3 separate regions of the Mus musculus genome follow, and all the other regions are linked to region 1. Evidence: chromatin contacts called from public HiCAR-type and promoter capture Hi-C data. All regions are on one chromosome and are shown on one strand. Each heading gives the region's core, a stretch centred on a gene start, on an enhancer-like site or on the middle of the called end of the contact. The rest is flanking DNA. Distances are from core to core; before and after follow the strand shown. Region 1 holds the start of 1700010I14Rik (RIKEN cDNA 1700010I14 gene). Region 2 overlaps Prkn (parkin RBR E3 ubiquitin protein ligase). Region 3 overlaps Prkn (parkin RBR E3 ubiquitin protein ligase).

The links. Promoter capture Hi-C pulls out the DNA fragments that hold promoters and counts their contacts. HiCAR-type assays count read pairs that join an accessible place to other places.
Region 2: a HiCAR-type map of astrocytes shows a contact between it and region 1, with 6 times the contacts expected there. The contact joins the enhancer-like site here to the promoter of 1700010I14Rik in region 1. A contact is called at or near these places in 5 of 39 promoter capture datasets (the 3T3-L1 cell line, cranial neural crest, embryonic stem cells and 2 more), 1 of 115 datasets of contacts at active chromatin or transcription factors (astrocytes) and 1 of 9 other capture datasets (liver).
Region 3: a contact with region 1 is called in a promoter capture Hi-C map of hippocampal neurons, with 20 times the contacts expected there. The contact joins the enhancer-like site here to the promoter of 1700010I14Rik in region 1. A contact is called at or near these places in 10 of 39 promoter capture datasets (the 3T3-L1 cell line, 3T3-L1-derived adipocytes, cranial neural crest and 5 more), 1 of 115 datasets of contacts at active chromatin or transcription factors (astrocytes) and 1 of 9 other capture datasets (adipose tissue).

The regions. Positions count from the first base shown.
Region 1 is chr17:8,985,615-8,989,622 of GRCm38.p6, forward strand. It overlaps 1700010I14Rik (RIKEN cDNA 1700010I14 gene), which reads left to right and starts at 2,719. Exons shown (of 10, transcript NM_025851.3): 1 at 2,719-2,807. The coding sequence starts at 2,783. It overlaps Pde10a (phosphodiesterase 10A), which reads left to right. Exons shown (of 22, transcript NM_011866.2): 22 at 1-1,034.
Region 2 is chr17:11,725,613-11,729,450 of GRCm38.p6, forward strand. All of the region lies in intron 7 of Prkn (parkin RBR E3 ubiquitin protein ligase), which reads left to right. Among named protein-coding and RNA genes, the nearest start is that of Gm41525, 63 kb to the left of the region's middle. Within about 2 kb of position 1,724, at least 5 of the 459 cell types and tissues checked have an H3K27ac peak or open chromatin away from gene starts, as enhancers often do. A contact at or near this core is called in astrocytes, where this site is marked.
Region 3 is chr17:11,971,406-11,975,546 of GRCm38.p6, forward strand. All of the region lies in intron 9 of Prkn (parkin RBR E3 ubiquitin protein ligase), which reads left to right. Gm46604 (a long non-coding RNA gene) reads right to left here. Exons shown (of 6, transcript XR_001782243.2): 3 at 26-1,480. Among named protein-coding and RNA genes, the nearest start is that of Gm52293, 58 kb to the right of the region's middle. Within about 2 kb of position 1,451, at least 30 of the 459 cell types and tissues checked have an H3K27ac peak or open chromatin away from gene starts, as enhancers often do. A contact at or near this core is called in hippocampal neurons, where this site is marked.

The sequences.
Region 1 (4,008 bases), core at 1,469-3,968:
CGTGTAGCGTACCTAAAAGACTATTCTATTATGGGTGTCCCCACTTTCTTGGTTTGGTCACCCCGATCCCCCGGTCTTCTGCTGTATCTAGAACAGTGACTATAAATGATGTATGGGAATAGTGTTTCCATATGATCTGTTGTCTGGAGTATATGCTACATGTTCATTTACTGTACAAAAACCCAGTGCAGCTGATGATGCAAAGCAGTCTCTCTCTGTGTACAGTGCCCCACCTATTTAAAAATCACGTACTTGCCCAGAACACTGTGAAACACTTAACATAAGAACAAACGCAGCGTCTGGATTCTTTCCAAGGAGAGCAGCTTTCTCCACAGGAACACAGTAACAAAAGAGGTCCGCCGCCATCCACACCCAGCCAAGACACCTCAGAGGCCATAGGGACAACCTCCTTGCTGGCCAACACCTGCTGGAGCAGGGGCACAGGTCCCAGCAACTGATCCTCAGTGGATGGGTCTGCAGCCAAAGCCTTAATGGGCTCTCTTTTGAAGGGGAAAGAAAGAATTTCAAGCTTATGATATCCAACATTATTATAGTTGATGAGTTAGTAAATTCCAAAAAAAAAAGATGATTTTATATGTATGACATAAAAAAAATCTTTGTAAAGTGCGCAAGTGCAATAATTTAAAGAGGTCTTATCTTTGCATTTATAAATTATAAATATTGTACATGTGTGTAATTTTTCATGTATTCATTTGCAGTCTTTGTATTTAAAAAAACTTTACTGTTATGTTTGTATAATAGAACATTAATCATTTATTATAACTCAGACAAGGTGTAAATAAATTCATAATTCAAACAGCCAGTATATATGCATATATGGGTGTTACATTGCAAAAATCTCTATCTTTGTTCTATTCACATGCTTAAAGAAGTAAGAAATCTTTTGTGGATATGTAATTATACATATAAAGTATATATATATGTATGATACATGAAATATATTTAGAAATGTTCATAATTTTAATGGATATTCTTTGGTGTGAATAATTGAATACAACATTTTTAAAATATCATCTCTCAAGTTTGCTCTCGTTTGTGGGGAAGGCGACAGATGCCCAGAGAAGCTGTCCATAGGTGGCAGCCAGATCTTCCCACAGACACTGTTTGGCTGAGAGTCAACACAGTCTGTATGAAATGCAGCTGAGAAAACACTTGCTCTCCAGAAAGGAGCCAGAGGCCAGCTTCTCAGTATAAGTGTTAAATCTGTTTCCTGCTCCTATCAGGTTAGTTTTTGTTGACTTCACACAAGCTAGAGTTATGTGGAAAGAGGAACCTCAGCTGAGAAAATGCCATAGTAACTCACTTGTAGGCAAGTCTGTGAGACATTTTCCTTGATTAGTGATTGATATGGAAGGGTCCACTATGGGTGGTGCCACACCCTAGGCCGGTGGTCCCGACTGTGGAATAAATGAGCCTGAGCAAGCCACAGGAAGCAAGGCAGTAAGCAGTACTCCTCTGTGGCCTTCTGCATCATCAGCTCCTGCCTCCAGGTTTCTGCCCAGTTTGAGTTCCAATTTCCTTCAAGGTCAGAGTAAACTGAAATAAACACCCTCCTTCCCAAGTTGCTTTTGGTGATAGTGTTTATGACAGCAATAGAAACCCAAGACAGAGGTAGACTGTGTGTACATGTGCTCTACCTCCTCCAACACCACCATCTCTGCCCTGAGCCTCACGGGGAAGGGGTCAGGGTGTGTGGCTCGGTGGTAGGGCATTCGTTTGCCTCTGAAGAGTGGGTTCCAGCCTGGCACTGTGGAAAAGTTGCTAGTTCCCTTTCATATCAAACCAGGCTGAAAGGGTCAGAATTCACTGCCCGAGTCATAGGTTAAGGTTATAGGTCACCTGGGACTAGGTGCAACTCTGTTCTTCCTGGCTTTCCATAGCACTTAGCCATTGCTGCTCAAAACTCTTCCCTGGGTGAACGCAGGTGTCTGGTCCTTCCATTCCTCTGCCTTCAGGAGCCACCCCCTCCCCCACGTGGGGACAACATGGGCAGTGAGCCAGGGATTTGCTTCCACAAAAATCCACCTTAGTTTTGACAGGTCGTTGCAGTGATAATAATTGAATATACTTCTCCTTCAATCACTTTGATAGACGACTAAACAATAGGAGGGAATATGGGTTTTACTATATTCTTAAGAATCGACACATATTTGACCCTTGACGTTCTGATTTTTGTCACCTAAGGGATAGAATGATTACGCTGACATAAGCCATGATTTGGAAGAATTTTTTTTTCGGCCGTAGGGTGGGGGGGGGGGGGAGATTAACATTTTCCAGAAGTAGGGGAGGTGCCGCTCTTACTAGCACATGCCTTGTGCAAACCAGAGTTCTTCCCTTTCTGTCTGAACTCGAGGATCTGAGTTGGTGACCCTATCGCGTGTCCAGAAACACCTCAGCCCTCCTCTTTAGCATCCCGTGTGCTCTGGTTCTTGCGTCTAGAACCAAGGACTGCAGCGGGGGCACATTCACTGGGGACACCAGTTATCTTTTGTCCCATGCTCTGTAATGAATCTTGCCTAGTTTTGTTTTGCAAAGTAAAACCAGTGAGCATCCCTCCAGGGCTCCCAGACCTGGCTGGGGAAGGTGGCAGACTCCTGGCTATTCTGTTATTCTGCCACCCTGTGGCCGGGCGCCAGAGTTACACTGAGGGGGAGGGGCTAGGAATATTTACTGTTTCCATGGCAACTGCAGCTTCCGTTGGCAACTGCAGCTTCCGTTGGCAACTGCAGCTTCCGTTGGCAGCGAGCCGACCAGAGGGGCAATGGCTGAGGATCAGGAACCTGACTGTAAGTGGTCTGCCTCTATTTTTGTGGGTTTTGACCCGGTTGATGTTTGTCCAGGAAAGCTGGTTTCTCAGAAGTGGTTTTGAAAGTAAAAACCTTTCTGGTGGCAGGAAGTCAGCTCCTGGATCAGGAGGGTTTGCTTGGACCCAGCGACTCAGACCTTTCAGAAGCTTAAGGAAGCTGGCTACTTCTGTCCTCAACCGGAAACAGAGAGCAAAGAACACACGCGCACCATTTCTCCACTCAGCTCCAGGACCCCGCCAGGAAACAGAGTGGGTCTTCCCACCTCAGCCCATTTAAGAAAACCCCTCAGGTCATGGCCACAGGACAACTTCATCTAGACAATTTCTTTTGAGAGTTCCTTCCTGGATTCTATTTTGTGTCAGACTGATAATCAAAAGTAACTATCACCTTGGTATGTGTGTTATAGGATGTGTGTAAAGGCGTATGGAGTGTGTGTGTGTAAAAGTACCTTGGAGGGAAAGGGATGGAGGGGCTCACCATACTCGTTCAGTGCTTTTTGTTTTGAAGCTGAGAGTTTTGCAAAACTTCCTGTACCACACCGCTCTCTTGGTATGTGACTTACAGGTCAGAGAGGCAGGCAGGCAAGCAGGTGTCTGTTTCGAATACATAGATGATTGTCCACACATAATAAAAGTAGGGAACAGCTCACATGTAATAAATCTAACAACCTAACAGTCTAGCTCTAAGTGACACCACCAGTATTGAGAGGCAGAGTTCACTCAGGGAATATTGCTAGAGCAACAGGTTGCAAGTCTACTGTCCTAGTGCACAGCCAACCCCCATATCCACATGCAGTGATGTGGAGGTCATTGACATTGATGGGACACTGACAACACTGCAGATGTCCCTTGAGAGTGACGAGGCTAACTGGTAACAGCCTCAGTTGTGCTTAGCCAGGTCAGCCCGCATGCTAGACACTCAACACACACAAGGCTCAGAGCCAGGCCATTGGCAGGACATCTGCTGGGAGACATGGTCTCTTGTCATTAGAGTAAGCATGTGGCTCATGTCTGCTGAGGTACATTGGAGACCAGTATCTGTAGAGCTTCCTGAACCTGGACTTTTATGACCCTTCTGAGGCTGGTCTAGTTTTTGCATGTATGGTGTGCATGTGTGTGTTGGTCAGTACCTTGGAGAGAGGTATCCCCCCTATAAAACCCTACAACACAGACACCAAGGG
Region 2 (3,838 bases), core at 474-2,973, 2.7 Mb after region 1:
CTGAGGCCACCATAGGGTCATGACCCAACTTCCCTGACTGTGCCTGTGCCTCTGGCCTGCCCACAGAGGACCCCATGGGATTCCTCCAGACATGCCCTTGAGGCACCCTCAGCAGCCTCAGGGACAAGCCTCAGGCCCATGTGTTTGCTCGGATACAGTAAAACACTGATGGGACTCTGTCCTGCTGGCACCGAGGCTGCAGAAGCTGTTACAGTCGCCAATGCGAGACACAAGCCATCAGCTGCTGGAGCTGCCAAAGGTTCTTCCTGCTTTGTCTCTCCAAGCTGGGAGTCAACAAAAAGATGGAATCAGGCTCTATGCACTGTCTCACGGCTGGCACTGCCATCCAGGGCCATGCCTTTGGATATATAGATTTATATTACGTGCAGGTGCCTGTGCAATGTATGTGCATATATATACATGTCTACATAATGTACATGTAAGTCCTCTAGCCCACACTGTAAGGAAGTTCTACCCAAAGTTATCAATAAGTATTGAGTAGCCATCCTTCATGATTTATTAGAAGCTTAATAATGTATTTTTTTTTGGCAATAATAGAATGAAGTTTAAAGGTTTTCTTACCTTAGATAATTGATGTTGGTCCAGGTTTGTAACCAAAGATATGTTTCCAGACCTGATCACTTTGATGAACTCTGAATTCTATGGTACCAAGTACTGTTTACTGATGATCTCGCTTTATACTGAAGTGGGGTTGTTAACTTACTATGGTTGTACCCACTTCATGGAAGAAAGGCCTGAGTCTCAAGGAAGTGAAAGTACTTTCCAAATCCTGTTACAGCAGGTAGTAGCTAAGTCAGAATTAGAAGCTGGATCTGTCTCTATAGCCTGGGACCACAGCCACTGTGCTAGCTATGTGATAGGGAATTGGTAGGTCTGGGGCCACAGCCACTATGCTAGCTATGTGATAGGGAATTGGTAGGTCTGGGACCACAGCCACTGTGCTAGCTATGTGATAGGGAATTGGTAGGTCTGGGGCCACAGCCACTGTGCTAGCTATGTAATAGGGAATTGGTAGGTCATTTTCATCAAGTTACAAAATGGTGGATAAATTATCTTTTGAGCTTATATTGAAAACGTGTTTTCTCAAGTTCCACTTTTAAAAGATTTAAAAAATAAAACTATTTCCAATAAAAAATGCAGATTCTTCACTTTTGGCCTCCAAAATATAATTTAGCACCTCAAGAATGAGATGTAGAGGGACTTAGAACAGGAAGAAACATTGTGTCTGAGATTAAAACTGTGACTAGTGTTGAAACTGTCCAGAGTTTAAACTGTGTTTTCAGTTGAGTTGTGTTTTCAGGTCTGGAGTTGAAACTATGTCTGGAATAGCAGCTTCTCCATAAGAGGCAACATCTTTCAGTAGCTGATAGAAGCTTCATTGGTTGGTATGGTGAGATTAGGTATCCAAACAGTTATAAAAACCAAGAATCCAAATAACTCACTGCCTTCCCCACTGAGTGCCCTGGAGCTGGAGCTTGCCTCTGAGACATGGGTGGATTTCAGCCCTTTTGAGATCACTAGAAGTTACCATGTAACAATCTGGGACACTCTCCCACTTATTCCAGGTCTCTAAAATGTCACAGCAACCTTGGCTTCATGCTGCCACTCTACAGAAAAAGAGAACAGAAACCTGAAAGCAGTGGTCCAAGTTGGGTTACACAGTGCCAACATAATAACCCTTGTGACTAGCTGGCAAAGCTTGCTGGAACTTATTAACTTCACAGACTACTAGCTTCCACCAAACAAGAGGCTAAGAATGTGGCCAGACAGCATCTGAGGCCCGTGGCAGAGATGTTCCTGCTTGCTGAGACTGCTTGCCTGAATTTCCCACCATTGTCTTTGAAAGTGCATTTTTCTATGACCAACCTCATTTGCTCTCTTTCTGTAAAAGCTTCATGAAACCACAGCCATGCTACATGGTAACCTAAATCCGTGTTCTCAGGCCATGCTCTCTCCTATTTGCCTCAGAATAAAAAATCTTTCATCCCCTTTGAGACGAGAGTGGTGTGTAGCAAAAGGCTTCTTAAAGCATCCTCCTTGTTTCCTTAATGTGCCTTTGAACGGTCAGCAAACTTTCCTAGCTGCCAAGAGTGACTTGCTACTGGAAATAATTGGGCGGGGGGAGGGGGGAATAATGATACTATTTCTTAATAAGTGAGATTCTATTAAATTCAGCTTCTCTTCAAATTCCAATACCTTACATCTATATTTGTTACTTTTCCTGATGCTGTGACCAAATGCTGACAAACTTTAATTAAGGAATGAAGGAAAGGCATTCTGGTTTCCATTTCTAAGATACAAACCATCCCAGTGGGGAAGACATGGGGCAGGAGCCCGTGGCAGCTGGTCACATTGCATCCACAGTCGGGAAGCAGAGATGGATTCTGGTACTCAGCTCGTGTCCTATCTTTTATTCCTTCTGGGATCACTGCCCAGTCCATGTAAGTGCCACCCACATCTGGTGTATGCCTTGCAAACCTCAGTTAACCCAACATAGACACATAGTTATTCCCAGAGGTTTGTCTCCCAGGTGACCCTAGGTCCTGTTAAATTGGCAGTCACTATTAACCATCACAACATCTATGACTAAAGTTAAGGAGATGCTAGCCATACTCATAATTCTATTTCATTTCAGGCAGGGTCTTATATAGCCTAGACTGGCCTGGAACTCACTGTGTAGCCCCACAGTAGACTATTTTTCAGGGACTTTGAGGACTTACAGAAATCTACTTTCTGTGGGGCATGGTTGACTGAATTCTGTGAGGCAAGGGGGGCACACAAACAGCGAGGAACATTCCTTGGAAAAAGCTGGCTTTGTCAGACTCTGGGGATGAGGGAGCCAAGTTCCTTGGTGGTGTAATTAGTGTCTTAAGTGGCTTTGTCTGAAATGATGCTGAGGTAATCTACAGTCCTTTATCATGTTCAACCAGAGAACACAAGCCCACTCAGCTCGCTGTAACTGCAAATATCCCTTAATGAATACACATTTGCTTTGGCTCCTGAGCTCTGTTTTGCATCAATTCCTGTAATTTTGCAAGTCATAAAATGCCCCAGATTCCTTTCATTAAGGTATTTTCACTTGGGTAAAAGTGGTGTAAACACATTAGAACAATTCTAGGTGTGTTGCCCAGGAAACCCGGGGTGATACGAGGAGATGGTGTCTCTTTTGATCTTAAAAAAGAAGAAAGTAGAACCGATAAAGAAGGGAAATTGGGGTGGTGGGCACCTCAAAGCCTTGGAGAGGTGTTGGTGAGGAGCCAATGTGGGAAAAGTGTTGAGAAAAGGGTACCTGGGAGGCCTCCCATAACGCCGTGTGATGCTGGGTCAGCGACAGAGGTGGGCAAAACTGTTAATGGTGCCAAAGCTAAGTTGTGGTCAGGCACTGGCCCGCATCATTCCAACCCATCATTCCCCACCATTCCTGAAGCTCTAGTCAGTCAGCCTTGCCGACGGTCCAGCAGAAGGCGTGGGTCTTTACAAACTCCGGGAATGGCTGGTCCTGGGAACTGTGCTGGGCTTTCACTTCCTCCTTAATCACTGATCTATCAAATTCCAGGTTACACGATCAATGAAAAGGTCCCCGGATGAATGTGGATTAAGGAAGAACCACAGCAAGTTAATGGCCACTGAGAGACAGAGACTAGGTCTTCTCTAGGAATGAGCCAATGATTGGAAACACGATCTCAGCCAGGCCTAAATATACACATATGTGGTGGTTTGAATAAGAATGGCCCCACAGACTCCTATATGTGAATGCTTGGCCCATAGGGAATAGGCTCAAGTCTAGCCAGTGTCAGAATCTCCCTCTGCTGCCTGT
Region 3 (4,141 bases), core at 201-2,700, 3.0 Mb after region 1:
AAACTCCAAATCCTCTGGCTCTTACCTTCCTTCTCCCTCCTCTATATAGATCTTCCCTGAGCCTTGGGTGTAGGGGTTGGTTGGAGATACACCAGTGGGCACTGGGCACACCACAGTTACCCGTTCTCTGCATCTTGAGCAGTAGTGAATCTCTGTAGTCATTTCCACGCTCTGCAAAAGAAGCTTGTTCAATGAAGGGTACAATGGTAAGAATTTAGGACACCGTAAGAAGATATATTGATTTAGGAAAATGCCAGCATGGGTTCTCTTCTCAAATATACAACCTCTCTGGCTGTGGGTAGTTGGCTAGATTTTACAGGCATGAACAGGTCTTAGTGAGCCTATTGTGCAGGCCTTAAATCCACGGAGATAGCCATTGGTTAACCCTGTGGTGTACGTGCCATGATTACACCATAACATATCAAGTGCCCCACTAGTCATCGACATGCTTCTTAGACTTCACGTCTGGGTAGGACTACTGGCTGTTCCTCCTCCTTGGCAACTTGCACCGTGCAATACTATAAAAGGCAGCCTTCAGGGATGGGGTATTCTACCAGGTCAGAACCAGCTCAGCCCCTCTGAGTTCCGTATCCAAAGTGTGTAGTGTCTTCACCACCAGGCTCTTACCTTCAAGTTCCAGGAGGCAACCATGGGTGACAGCAATAACCTGTACCATTTGGGAGGCCTCTTGGGTCGCCCTCAGCAGCTACTGAAAGGGAGGTTTTCATCGTCTCTCATTCTCATTTCCATCAGATAGTTTATGGAATGGGGATGGGGGAGAGGGGTTATCACTCCATATGGTATAATTCCATTTAAACCATTTACCCAAGTAAGATAATGTATGGATAAGGATAGACTATGTCTAACATATCATCCTCCATAAAGGAGCCCAATTATTTGGTTATCTAAATAACAGCACTAACAACCATTATCATGCATGAGTCACTGGGTGAATATACAAGTCTCTGTCTGTTGTATAAATGCTGTGCTTACATTCCCTTATTATTAGAGACTTACTGAAACATTCCATCCATTTCAACATCCATGGTATATGTGTTCTCGGTAGGCAGCAATGGGTAGCAGAATTTTTTGTTTATATTGAAATACAGTATAACTCTACTTCCTGTCTCTCAGAACGCCAGCGTCCTTCACAAGCTAAAACAAGTAGGAAATGCTTATGGGGTCAGGCAGTTAGGGCTGAGGGACTGCCAGGCCAGGAAGAGCTAGCTCTCACTGCGGTGCTGAAGTTCTGGAAGCAAACACTGTGTGGGAGGCCTGGAGAAAGAGTGAATTGTTGTTCGCACCTCAGCTTTGATTTGGAGACACCTGCGAGAGAAAATGCCTCTCTCTCGGTACTTGCTGGTTATTTTATTTCCAGAAAACACGCTTGTTATTTTAGCCGAGGTAATTGCCTGAGCTCCGGGGATGATTTGTCATAAATGAACAGTGACATCTATAGGTAGATCAGAGTAATACGTATCTGTAGGAAAAAAAAAAAAAGCAACTGTTCTCAGTTGTTATATGACCGCCCAAAATAATGTCAAATGCTTCTGTTTGAGAGAGGAAAGAGGTAACACTAGAGTTGAAAAAAAAAAAAAAAACTAAAACGACACAGAGACAGACAGGTAGATAGAGGCAGAGGACATTTCTGGACAAAGGTAAGTCGGAAATCCCTGGGGTTTCTGACAAACCGGCTTGTCTGTTGCAGGTTCTTCTGTGCTGGTGCCAAGTAAGAATTTTGGCTTCAGTCACCAATTTTTCTTCTCTCCTTTGGTTAAACAGATCGATCAGCAGAGGCTGCTCCAAAGGCACTGTTCATTTAAACCATTTACATAGCAACATTTCCAAAGTTAATCCCCCACCCTGCTTCGGCAGCCTTGAGATTTAAGCATTTCCATGGATCTGTCCGATGTCTTCTCAGGACAGCTACCAGCCCCCCGGCTGTTCAGTGAGAATAAGCCGGTCTAGACGCAGTAGCTATACAGGTGGCTACATACTCGTCTTGTTACCCTCTGCCAGGTGCCCATGAAGTTGGCTGGATCCCATGAGAGGTGGCTGCAGTCCCCAGGGTTTCTGAGACCCCTGATAGGTCACACTGCTGTGGGTCAGGGGCAAACCCAGCAGCTAGATTGAGGGCAGAAAAGCCAAGTTTCTCTCTGTCCTTGGCTAAGCTTCACCCAGGGCCCTGTGCCCGGGGAATTTATTGCACATTGTTAATTTACAAAAGCCTGCGCCGTTGGCTTAGGGATAATTCTGCTAGGCTCCACCCAAGAGCTACCTAGCAACAGCTTGCATAGCTGCCTGCCAGGTGCAAGCCAACCTGGTGTGTAAGGAGGACTGCTCACCTACTCCAACTCCCTCTTCCCTCCCTCTCTTTCTCTCTCTCTGCCCCCCCCTTCATGTGTGTGTGCCCTTCTCTATCTCCACCTTCTATTCTCCTAATTCCCCACATGTCCCTGGCCAGCCTTGTCTCCTCTTCCTCTCTCTGTCCTTCCTTCCTCTCTCTTCTCTCTCTGTCCTTCTCTACCCCCTTCGTTGCTCTGCCTTTCCCTCTTTCCAGGTGCCCCTCCATTCCCCCCAATAAACCTCCTTTTGTACAAGGCCTGTTGCCTGGTGGTGATCCCTCGGGGGAACACCTTAGCTGCCCCTCTGAGGTGCTCCCTCCTGCCCTATTATACTGCCAGTTTACAAAACACAACACACACTTTCCATCCAATGAGTCTGGCTGTTAAAACCCAGAGGTGGTTGAAACATTTGATTGACAGATAAAGTCTCCAATACCTGGGAATCACAAAGGCCAATGACTTCAACTTTCTTATGCCTAAGGAACCCCCCCCCACCCCCCCCACCCCCCCCAGCTCCTGGGAACAACACAGCTTCATTTTCTCTTCCTCCTCTTATGAACAAATCCCATCCTCAGCATTACATGAGAAGGTCAGTTCATATTCTTTGAGTCACAGATTGAATCGGGGACACGTGGTCATGAAGCCATCAGATGGTTTTCATAGGCAAACAAGTAAGACCTGGTTGCCATCAAAACTGTGCACCAGCAAACACAATCTGTTCAAGGCTCAGGAGAGGAGGCAGAGTTGCTGGCCCCACTGGTTCCCTGGCTCATAGCTCTCTCTCTCTCTCTCTCTCTCCTCTCTCTCCCTCCCTCTCCCTCTCCCTCTCCCCTCTCATTTCTCATTGCTTCTTCTACAGACATGGCTTCCAATGCCATACATCCCATCCATCTCCCCCCCCCTATATATCCAACACATGCTGTGCGTGTAGACAGGCAAGACCTTCAAAGGATGAGCCCCGGCAGGAGGGGTTGGAGCCTGTCAGCATGACAGCACACCTCCATCAGAATATACATAGCATTGAAAACCTCACTCATAGACACAGCCAGATCATGGATGCTTCTGCTCTCTCAGAGGGATAATGAGAGTACCCAAGGAGACCACCTTCCTTCTTGCTCCAGTCCATTAGACTCAGGAAGCCTTTGTCATCATTATGAGCTAATGTAAAAAGCTCATCTTTGTGAGAGAGCAGGCAGCGGTGGACCGGGTGGAGAGGAGACAGAAAAAGAGCAGTTCTTTGCTGTGTTTGTATGTGTCAGGCTGCCTAGGTTCTCCAGCATCCCTTACCTCATCTGCTCAGCCAATCCATCCTTACTGGGTACTATCTGTGCACCGGGTACCAGTTCTAGAACACATTTGAAATGCTTTGGGGATCAAAAGAGCCAGACACTGCTGCCCTCTGGTGTTCACAGTGGAGGAACGGCCACAGGACAGTAAGTAAGCCAGGTGGGTAATGATGGACTGCGGTCGGCAGACCATGCTGTGAAGGGTGAGAAGTGACTGTCTCAGACTTTGTTGGGCCACCGGTCAGCTGAAGTCACTCAGTCCCACTGTTCTTGTGTGGAAGTGATTGCAGAGTGGCCATGACCCAAGGAAACATGAAGGAGTTCTTCTGGTCCCCTAAGTACCGCCATGTGACCTCGGTGGAGGAGAACACTGAGAGGGAAAAGGAAGGGTTCCCAGCAGGAAATCTGTGAGCATGTGCAAGAGCAGCTGGAGCACAGCTGGACACAGCTGGTCAAGGCCAGGACTTGCCAGTGTGCCTGCAGAGCTCCAGGACCTCCCTAGCTAAGGGT